2 separate regions of the Gossypium hirsutum genome follow, and region 2 is linked to region 1. Evidence: chromatin contacts called from public Hi-C data. All regions are on one chromosome and are shown on one strand. Each heading gives the region's core, a stretch centred on a gene start, on an enhancer-like site or on the middle of the called end of the contact. The rest is flanking DNA. Distances are from core to core; before and after follow the strand shown. Region 1 holds the start of LOC107945902 (cytochrome b5). Region 2 has its middle 8.2 kb from the start of LOC107945898.

Region 1 (5,014 bases), core at 1,013-3,512:
AATTTTGATTTAATCCTTTAAAATATTAAAAAGATATAAGTTATTAAAACGATAAATTTATATTTTAGCTCTTATAAAAACATACAAATTAACTTCCGTACTCCAAAACAATTTCCTAACTTCATCCCCGATTGGAGCCAATATAACTACCAAATACCCAAGAGTTTGAAAAAGAAAAGCTATTCTTGTATCTTGAGTACCAAATCCGAGATGATCCATCGGGCCAATATTGCAGATTTTAAGCAACAGAAGCTCATAAAAATGTGGCAAAATTGTAGACCATGTCAAAGATCATATATCATTGAGTGCTAGATGGGCAGCCAAGCCAAGTTCAGCTTGAGTTAGTGAGCACGGTTCACCATGCTGAAACCCCCTAATCCGAGGCTTATACATCGAAAGCCTCATGTCAATCCGAGTTTAAGACATTTGGGTTGTAATGAAGAATACTATCCTCCAAGGTATACGGAGTTTCAGGAGCAGTAGATCAATATAGCAAGGCATTTTCAGTAACCCAAGAAGAGGTGCTATGTCGGGATGCCGGAGGCCTCCCGGGATATGTAGTCTCATCAAATAACAACAGATACAAAAAATGGGCAAGAGAAACTTAGCAGGATGGTTACAGGCACAACATTCATCATTAACCTATCCTGCTAAACAAAAACCGAGATTCACCCAACAATTTCAATCACCATTTTGCAAAGGCACAAGGAAAATGGGAGAGAAAACGATGATCTTACAGGTACTTCCGTAGACTCGACAAATATGCTTTAAAAGATGCCTAGATATTTGATAAATCATAAGGCTATGAAGCTATATAGACCTAACAAGTTTAGACTCGATATGATTAAACAACAAACACCAACCCAATACAAATAAACAAACATGCAAAAATGTATATAATACAAATTATTAACGCGACTATGACACATGAAAATACACAAATACGATACAAACACATGAATTGCCGAGTCTAAGGCTATGCAAATTGCAATGCAAGTATCTCAAACAATAGAAAATAGATCGAAAACGACATTCCAAGACATTATTAATAGCAATCAGTTATAGACTGTCACGAACATTACAACAACAACAACAACAGCTTTAACAAGCATACATACGAACTAGCAGGTTCCGTAATGGGAAAGTTATCTAAGTTTCGGTTTTTTCCTTCTTCCCCAAGAACTGTAAACCGAATGCGAAGCCTAAGATCAAGAGGGGTACCAGGAACTGTATAATCTTAAACAGAAAGCCAGGCTCCTCTTGTTGAGTTGCCGCGGTTGACGTCTGTGCTTTGTACATCCTTCGTGCGGGAATGGTGGTGGCATCGACCTCACCAATATAGTACTTCTGCATCTGCTCTCTTGCATCATCACTGTGACCTACGTCTTCGAAATCATTGGTCGCATCTTTTCCTATATAATTAGATATTGATATGTCACAACATAAATATATAAACAGATACGATCCGGCTAGCTATATGAACATTAAGCTCGTAATTGTCGAACAAGACCATTGAACAAACATCTTACCACTAGCAGCAAGCAAAACTTCATCTCCACCAGGATGGTCCTCCAAGAATTGGGTTACATTATACACCTTAAAGAACATGCAAGGGTAAGCTAATCATTAAATTAAATTGCTTCCATTATTATACTAATTTTCCCATAATTTCATCAAAGATGCACGTTTTCTGCAGAAAAAAAAGATCTAATTTTGCATACTTTTTATACCTATGAATTTCCATTTCTTCACAGTTCAATCCAAAAAAAATTAAAAAAACCTAGCTTTGCATATTCCACATAGTTCCAACTACTTAAATAAGTAAAACAAAATACAAAAAGGGGGAAAACCCAAATCAGATTCATCCAAAAATGAAATGAAAACCAAACCTTTCCAGAGATCAAAAGCCAACAATCATTTCTGTCTTTGTGCTTCACCAGATCTTCATAAACAAATACCTTTTCTCCTGAACCCATTTCTTGAACTACAAAATGAAAAGAAAAAAAAAAGAGATAAATTCAACAGAAAAAGCAAAGTGAAGTGCAGAAATTGACAAGTTTTATAAGAAAAGAGTAAAATAGAGCAGGATTTGTTCTAACATGATGAAGGGAAGTCAAAGGAATGGAAATCGAGGGGAAAAGGTGAATGGACTAATGTCTAAGTTTGAATGGGGCAGTTAATATTATCTTTGGCTTAAAAATGTTGCCAATTTCTGACCAGTCAAGTGGACACGTGCTTCATACTCCGGTGTGATATACGTATTCTTCATGTTCGAGTTACCAACATTAATTCTTTTGAAGTTTGTAATTATTTTTTTCGATGAGATGATATAATTTTTGCTTTTAATTTTAATAATTAAGTTTATTTTCGTATTTTATTTTTTTATTATATTAGATTTGAATTTGATAATTAGATTCGCTTAGAATTTTTAATTTATATTCCATTAAAATATGATGATATGATCGGTATTTTTGAAATACGATTGGATTGATTGGACCAAAAATCGAACGATATATTAATCCGAACAAAGGGTTGAACTGATTGAATCAAAAACTACTCGAAATTGGTAAAAACTGAAAACTGTGACAAGAATTAGTAGTTGAACAGTTTAATAGTTTTTTTTTATATATTTTTATGAACTTTTAATTATTTATTTAATTATTGTTGATTTAGCAATTGAACTAATCAAATCGATTGAATTGAAAATCAATAATCTATTCGGTTCGACCATTGATTCGATTATTAAAACATTGTATGTGACACTCTAATATTGTACCATATCATCGCTTGAAATTTTTTATGTTTTTCAAGTTCATGGATCAAAATAAAATACTCGTACAGAAAAAGGTAAAGAGAAGGAAAATGAAAAAGTAATAATATAGAGTAATTATTAAATAATGATATTTATTTTCTATTATCAATGATTTTCCAAATATATTTTTAATTATTTAAACTCGAAAATAAAGATTGAAATATGTCATAAGTCTTTAGATCCTAAATTTTCAACCTTAGGATTTTAGTCTTTTTATTTTTCAGATTTTAAAATTCAAGTCTAGTTGTTAATATTATTAAAATGATTTTGTTAAATTCATGTTGATTCCAACATCATTTTTTAATTACACCAAAAAATTAATAAAAAATATTAACAGTATTAATAATTGGATTTAAATTTTAAATCTAAAAATATAAAAACTAAATTATATAATTAAATTCCAAATTTGTAAACACATAAAATATATTTTAACCCAAAAACAAATTGTGAAAGTAGGTGGTTTGGTCAGTGTTTCTCATCCACAATTTTTAATAGTCTAGACGGGATGGCAGTGGTGGGTCATAAAATGTAAAATTTCACGTTTGACCCTTTAAATTTTATAAAATTTTAATTTAATAGAAAATTAAATTTCATTTGGGCCCTCTAAAAATGATAAAAAAAATTTAATCTTTTAAAAATTATAAAGATACCTTCTAGTAAAATTGTGAAATTACATTTTAACTCTCATAAAAATTTACAACTTAAATCAGACCTCCAAAATAAAAAATTCTGAATTTGCTCCTGCTTTTATCCAAGCAAAGGGGTCAATAAAATGCTAATAAATAATAAAAAGGGCCAGCAATTTTCGCTCACAAGAAAATGATATCCAACCAGCTTTGCTTGCTGTTTGGACTTTGATACTAATAAATTTCTATTGTTTGAATTTTTAATGGAGTTAGTATTAAGAGTTAGTCGAAGATTAATTAAAAATATTATATATATATATATACTCTTTTTTACAAAGAAAAAATATTATTTTGAGAGCTTATTTTTTTATTGTTATATGAACTCTATAAATTCAGACAATTTAAAGCTAAAAGCATCATAATTTATACATATTTAATTTTACCATTTTTGCCAAATTCTTATTTGACTAAACTACAAAAATAGTCATTTTTGTTTATCTCAAGTTACATTTTACTCACTTATATTTGAGATGTTACATTTTAGTCACTTACGTGAACGTGTTGTAACATCATTAAATCATTATTTCAAAAAAAAAAGGTTAAATTATATAATTGGTCCCCATATTTTTTCATTTTAAGCAATTTAATTTTTTTCTTTTATGTTATTTTAACTTTCTTTTTTTTCTTCTTTATTTTTCATTCTCTTCTGCTTCTCCATTTGTTTTCCTCTCTTCTTCATCTCCGTTTTCAACATAATTAATTCAAAGAAATGAGATTTCAAACATGAGGCATCTGCAAAGTTGTTTTGCTTCAATGATCTAATAATTAATTCAAAGAATTGAGATTTCAAACTTGAGGCATCTATAAATCATGTCAAACAGTCAACTAAAGGTTACTTGTTAATGTGTAGCATTTAACCATATGATGGATTTAAGGGCTTGATTGCATGTAAATCATTTGAGGCAGCTCTTGAAACCGCCATTAGAATATGGAGAAGGAAGAAGGGAACATAAAAGAAAAAAAAAGGAAAGTTAAAAGAACATAAAAGAAAAAGATTAGATTGCTCAAAACGAAAAAAATATAGGAACCAATTGTACAATTTAACATAAATTTTTTGTTTGAAATGATTTAACGTGCCACGTCAGCTTACTATTACATCGTTAACAACAATTAATGGCTCAGTGACTATAATGTTACAACATGATAATATAAGTGACTAAAATATAACCTGAGACAAATAGAAGTGACTATTTTAATAGTTTACCCTAATAATAATTCTATTTATTTTTTTTTCAAATAAGTTATCGCTTGCCATTTTACCTATTAGACCAAATAAATGCAAGTTAGGTAATATCTATATTTAGATTAAATATTTGGATTCGAGTATTTTTTTATATGATGTCTACTTTTATACATAATTTTCAGATCTGTAAATCAGAGAAAAAGTGTAACACCCCTAACCCGAATCCGTCGCTGGAACAGAGTTACGGAGCATTACCAGTGTTTACAAATTAATTATCAGACATTTTATTTCATCTAGCATTCATATTAGAAACCAATCAAAATTATACATATT
Region 2 (5,014 bases), core at 1,714-4,213, 89 kb after region 1:
AAAAGGGTATACCCTTGAACTTTTTTTAAATTAAATCATAAAATTTTGTTTGTATTTCATGCATTATTATAATTTAACACTTAAACTCACTTAATTTTAAAAAGTTATAAAATAGTCATTAAACTATTCGAAAATTTTTATTTAAATCACTGGATTATTATTTTTCTTTAAAGAAAAAGTCTAGCTAGCGAGTTCCACGCAACGATTCAACGATCGATACAATGAATCAATACTTATAGACAAGTAGAAAAACATACCTTAGATCCAAGTCGATCTGACAGTTAGTGTTGGAAGTCGGAGAAGAAAACTATTTGGATTTTGATTCACAGATTTATGACGTTCAAAACTATTTCATGAAATAAAATTAAATTGTAGAAGAGAAAAAAGAATTTAAGTGGTATTGGTACAGACAGTGCGAACAAAGAATACTATATAGCTTAATGACATAAATAAAATTTTTTAAACTTAAATAAACCAATCTTATACTTACTAACAATTTAATAACATTTAACTATAGATTAACCTTTAATATAAAATCACACTCAACCTTTAATAATTGGAGAGTGGACAAAGGTAGGGTGGGATGCAGGATTTGACATTTACGTGTTGTTTGCTTTCACACACACACCATTTTCGAGACTGTAAAAGAAAAGCGTTGAAATGTGGAGCTAGTATCGTCGTCTCCGTTTGTCACTCTGATGTACAGTTGTGAAAGAGAAAATAAAAAAATGGTGGAGCCTTTGCTGTAAACAACATAGATTATAGAGCATGCCAGCATTGATATTTATATATTTTCCATTTTTTGCTTTAATATAAGTTTTAATTTATTTTCAAAAAATAAAAAAAGAGTTTTCATTAATTTGCGGGAGTCACCTGTAGTGTTAGAATGATACTAGTTTCGCCATGTCACTATCCTGACACCTACAAAACAATGTATATTTTCCCACAATCCAAACACATCATAATCTCATGGAAGCCACTATATATATCACAAACACATATTAGGTTTGAGTTGAAGAGATTTGGATTAATGTAGAAAGTATAGTAAAGATTTAGATGATATTTGTTTTTTTTATTAGAAAAAATGTAAATTAATTTTTTTGTTAAAAATTTTATTTATTTTTATTATTAAAAATTAATATTGTTGACGAAATAATTAGATAGTTATTTGTGACGTGTTAGGTATACTTTATGTTAATATATAAAAATTAATTTTTAACATTAAAAATAAATAAAAAAGGACTAATTTACCATTTACTACCAATGCAATTACATTATGCATCCTTTAAATGCAATTGTGATTGTTTGATTTTTGTAATAAATGCCATGAAAAAATGAAAAAAGGTTAAAATGTAGTTACTTTGACCTAAGTTTAGCTAAATATAGAAGTGATAGGTAAAAAAAAGGAGAGGGTGGACTCTCTGACCTTATCTGTCGGTCATCGCCTCGAATTCCTCTCCCATTCCCGATAGTGACACACCACACAAGGTCCTTTCTTTAATGAACCAAAAAAAGTATTATTTAGTCAAAGAAATTAAATTTGTAATTGATAATTTTTATAAGAAGAAGTTTGTGAATATGTTTATCAAGTGTCAATAACTCTCAACATGTTAGTATAATTTTTTTACTCTCGAGTTTTTAAAAAAATATAGATTCATATAGAGAAAGTGCTTAGAGTGAGTTTAGATGGACAGTACATTTATCTGCGATTAGTGTAAAAATAAAGGTGACAATAAAAATAAATACTGTAACGTGAGACAAAAAATAAGCTAAGCTAAGCGCATCGCACTTCACTACCCATCCAAACCCACACTTAATTAAGTTGTGTTAGAAAGTGAACCATGCGCATTTTACACTTGTAAACGCGTATTTTAGGCAACCATCCTCTATTATTATAAGTAACTTAGTATCTGAAATGGTATTTAAATAAAAGTTGTAGTTGGAAAAGAAAATTAGGTATGGGTAAGTGTGACTCACTTTTTTTTTACTTGACTATTCTATTATTTTTGTCATCATACTATTATTTTGTTATGATTAGTACAGTAATTCTAGGTTACGTAAACGATTAGACACAACAATCTAAGTGGTAATTTTATTTTATTTTATTTATTTATTTATTACTATTATCATGTTTGATGACTGCATCCCACCATCATCCATATATCTTGATTGTGCAGACCAACAAATTGGAGAAAATCAATAATCGATTTTATTTAAATTTAGATTTATTAAATCTAATTTTGGTTTTGTTTGAAATTTTTAAAATAATAATTATAATTCTTTTAATTAAAAAAATGGATTCGAGTGCATGGTGGTCGTGGTCTTTTCTGAAACTGAGGAAATAAATAGCTAGTAGGGTCGAGTCTCCATCTATGTTTTATCTTTTTTTAAACGTCTAATTTTATGGAAGGTCCTTATACTATGTTCTTTTTACAAATTAGTTCTTATACTATAATTTAATCATTTTTAATTATCACTTTTGAAATGTGTATGTTAAATGTTAAATCTAACTTTTCTGCCTAGTTTTTTCAAAAATTTATACATATATATGATAACCTAACCTATATAATCTGGTATCCTACTTCAAATTCATATAAATATAAAACTTGTTTATTTTATTGAAAACACATTTTTATTTCTATTTATCAAATGTGTTTCTCATCTTTAAAATAAAAAAAAATAAAAACTACTCATTGAAAATGAGAATATAAAATATTTTCAGAAATCAAATCCAACCTTAACTTCAAGAATAAAAATGCACATTTTGAAAATTAGAGAAATTATACATCATCAATTTATAATAGAAAGACTAATTTCATCAAAAGTACATAATACAAGGACCTTTTACAAAATTTGTCATTTTTTTTAAACTTTGGGTTCCAAATTCCAACTCTTTTTACTCATCTTAACTACTCCCCCATCACCCATATTTTCCTCTTCATTATTTCATTGTCACCCAAAAAGGCCAAAACCCCACCACTCTCCCCATCTCTCTCTCCCCCCTCCCTTGAACAGAGGCTAAACTCTTGGGGGGGATAAAGAGATAAGAGAGAATCCAAGCAACGCACATACACAAAACCCTTAGCTGCCACCAAAGCCTCTTTTGAAGATATAGTTTTTAGGGGAGCATTCATTCTGAGGGGAATGTTGTCTGGACCGGGGACACTTGTGTTTCTAATCCGTTTTCCCTGCAATATTGTTCTGATTAACGTGGGGATCTTTATATTGCTTATTTTTGTAATGGATTAAGGTTGTACTAGTGTCGTCGGACCAGGCTTCATTCCCCCCAATCATTGCTCCCATATGTAACTCCCATGGACTGCAGCATGTAAAAAAGGTTTGGGTTGTTTTTTTGGATCATTGGGGTGTTTTATTTACTGAAATTAAGGTTGTTTGTTACTTTGCAGTGCAATGATGAAAGGGTTTTTGACCAATTTGTTAAAGTTTCATCATTACTTTCTTTTTTTTTTCTGTCAGTACTAAGTTGTAAAACCCTCTTTTTCTAGTTCATCATTACTCAGATCTTTTTCCATGATGGCTTCTTTTTTTTCTTTTTATCTCATCTGTCAGTTTCATGCTGTTATTAAGATCTGGTTTTCAAGTTTGGTCAAACTTTATCTCTAGGGTTTCAAGTTGGAGATGATGTTTACAGACATATTCACTTGTATATTCTCATATATACAGATCTGCATTACATGTTACCACTTACCATGGATAAGAAAATGCTTTAGGTATTAAACTATAAATATGATGCAGTAATAGTTTTGACTATATATATATATATAGCTAGCTTGTGTGTCTTTGGAATGAATAAGGAATGTAATATTTAAATTCTTTTTGCATGAAAGAGCTTTGCCAATGGAAGTGTGGGTATGATGAAAGGAAAACTACTTACTTTGGCTTTGTTATTATTACATCTTATCTAAAAATTGATCATCAAGATATGTTGAGTGTTTGTAATTCAGTAAAAAAAAATCTTTATACTACCATTGGTTAGTAACGTATGAATAAAATCTTTTTTTCGTAAAAAATAAGAATTTTTATATAATAAATGATAACTTTGTTACATTTGAACTTATTTGATTCTTTTTAATAAAGATTAAATTGATTCGTTTGATAACAGAAACCTACGAGATATTTGATCAAAAACTAGCTTAGTTTTTTATTACATTTGTTTTCTAGTGTGACAAAAGATGTTTATTACCCAAGAAATTTTTTAAGCTTACATTACATTTTTAGAGGAAAGAAGAAAGGGTTTTAATCAGATCAGCTTGGAATCACATGCCACCACTTGAACAGGCATATAAACATATCTTGTGATCCTATGCTCGACTTGATTTCATTTCATCTCATAAAAAGTTTTCAATATTGTCCACCAGCTACTTCCCATCAGCTTTGAAGGACCCATGATTTGAAACTATATGTCGGGTGCTAGCGTTGCCATTGCCAATCTTTGAATGGTGGAATGTTTTCCCAATGTGGTTGAGGCACTTTGATGATCAGCCTATTTGAGTTCATAGTTTTAAATAAAGTTAATTTTAACTTGACCCCTTAACATATCTTGGCTTCAATCATGGATCTTAGCTAACTCGTTGGATGCTTTTAGGGTTTTGGCTACTTTCCCATCAAGTGTAGGGTCCCATGACTTGAACCCATGTTGAGTGCCATGGCCATTGCGAACATTTGTTCTTATTATTAGTATTAGGGATAAACATAAAAACTACACATGAGCTTTAATTTATTTCGATGTGCAATTCGATGCATAAATTTGGATTTGGTGCAATTACATAAGTAAAATTTTAATTGTGATTCAGATAGACGCATTAAACTTTACTTTGATCCAATTGTATACATTTAAGAAAATCAAAATTCATGTATAGCATTGCACATAGAACCAAAGTTTATGTGTAGCTTTATTATTTATCCCTTAGTATTATTCATGATAAGCTCAATAATAGTTATATTATATTATAATATAATTGTTAAAAATATTTAAAATGGTTATGTTTTAAAT

Evidence for each region. Hi-C and Micro-C count contacts between places; a contact is called where the count stands out from the background.
Region 2: a Hi-C map of leaf shows a contact between it and region 1, with 2.0 times the contacts expected there. The contact joins the enhancer-like site here to the promoter of LOC107945902 in region 1. A contact is called at or near these places in 2 of 34 Hi-C or Micro-C datasets (callus and leaf).

The regions. Positions count from the first base shown.
Region 1 is chrD12:41,482,050-41,487,063 of Gossypium_hirsutum_v2.1, forward strand. LOC107945902 (cytochrome b5) reads right to left here and starts at 2,263. Exons shown (of 4, transcript XM_016880052.2): 1 at 2,100-2,263; 2 at 1,890-1,984; 3 at 1,530-1,596; 4 at 1,017-1,412. The coding sequence starts at 1,976. The coding sequence ends at 1,150.
Region 2 is chrD12:41,570,743-41,575,756 of Gossypium_hirsutum_v2.1, forward strand. No RefSeq gene overlaps it. Among protein-coding and RNA genes, the nearest start is that of LOC107945898, 8.2 kb to the right of the region's middle. Within about 2 kb of position 2,964, at least 4 of the 9 cell types and tissues checked have an H3K27ac peak or open chromatin away from gene starts, as enhancers often do. A contact at or near this core is called in leaf, where this site is marked.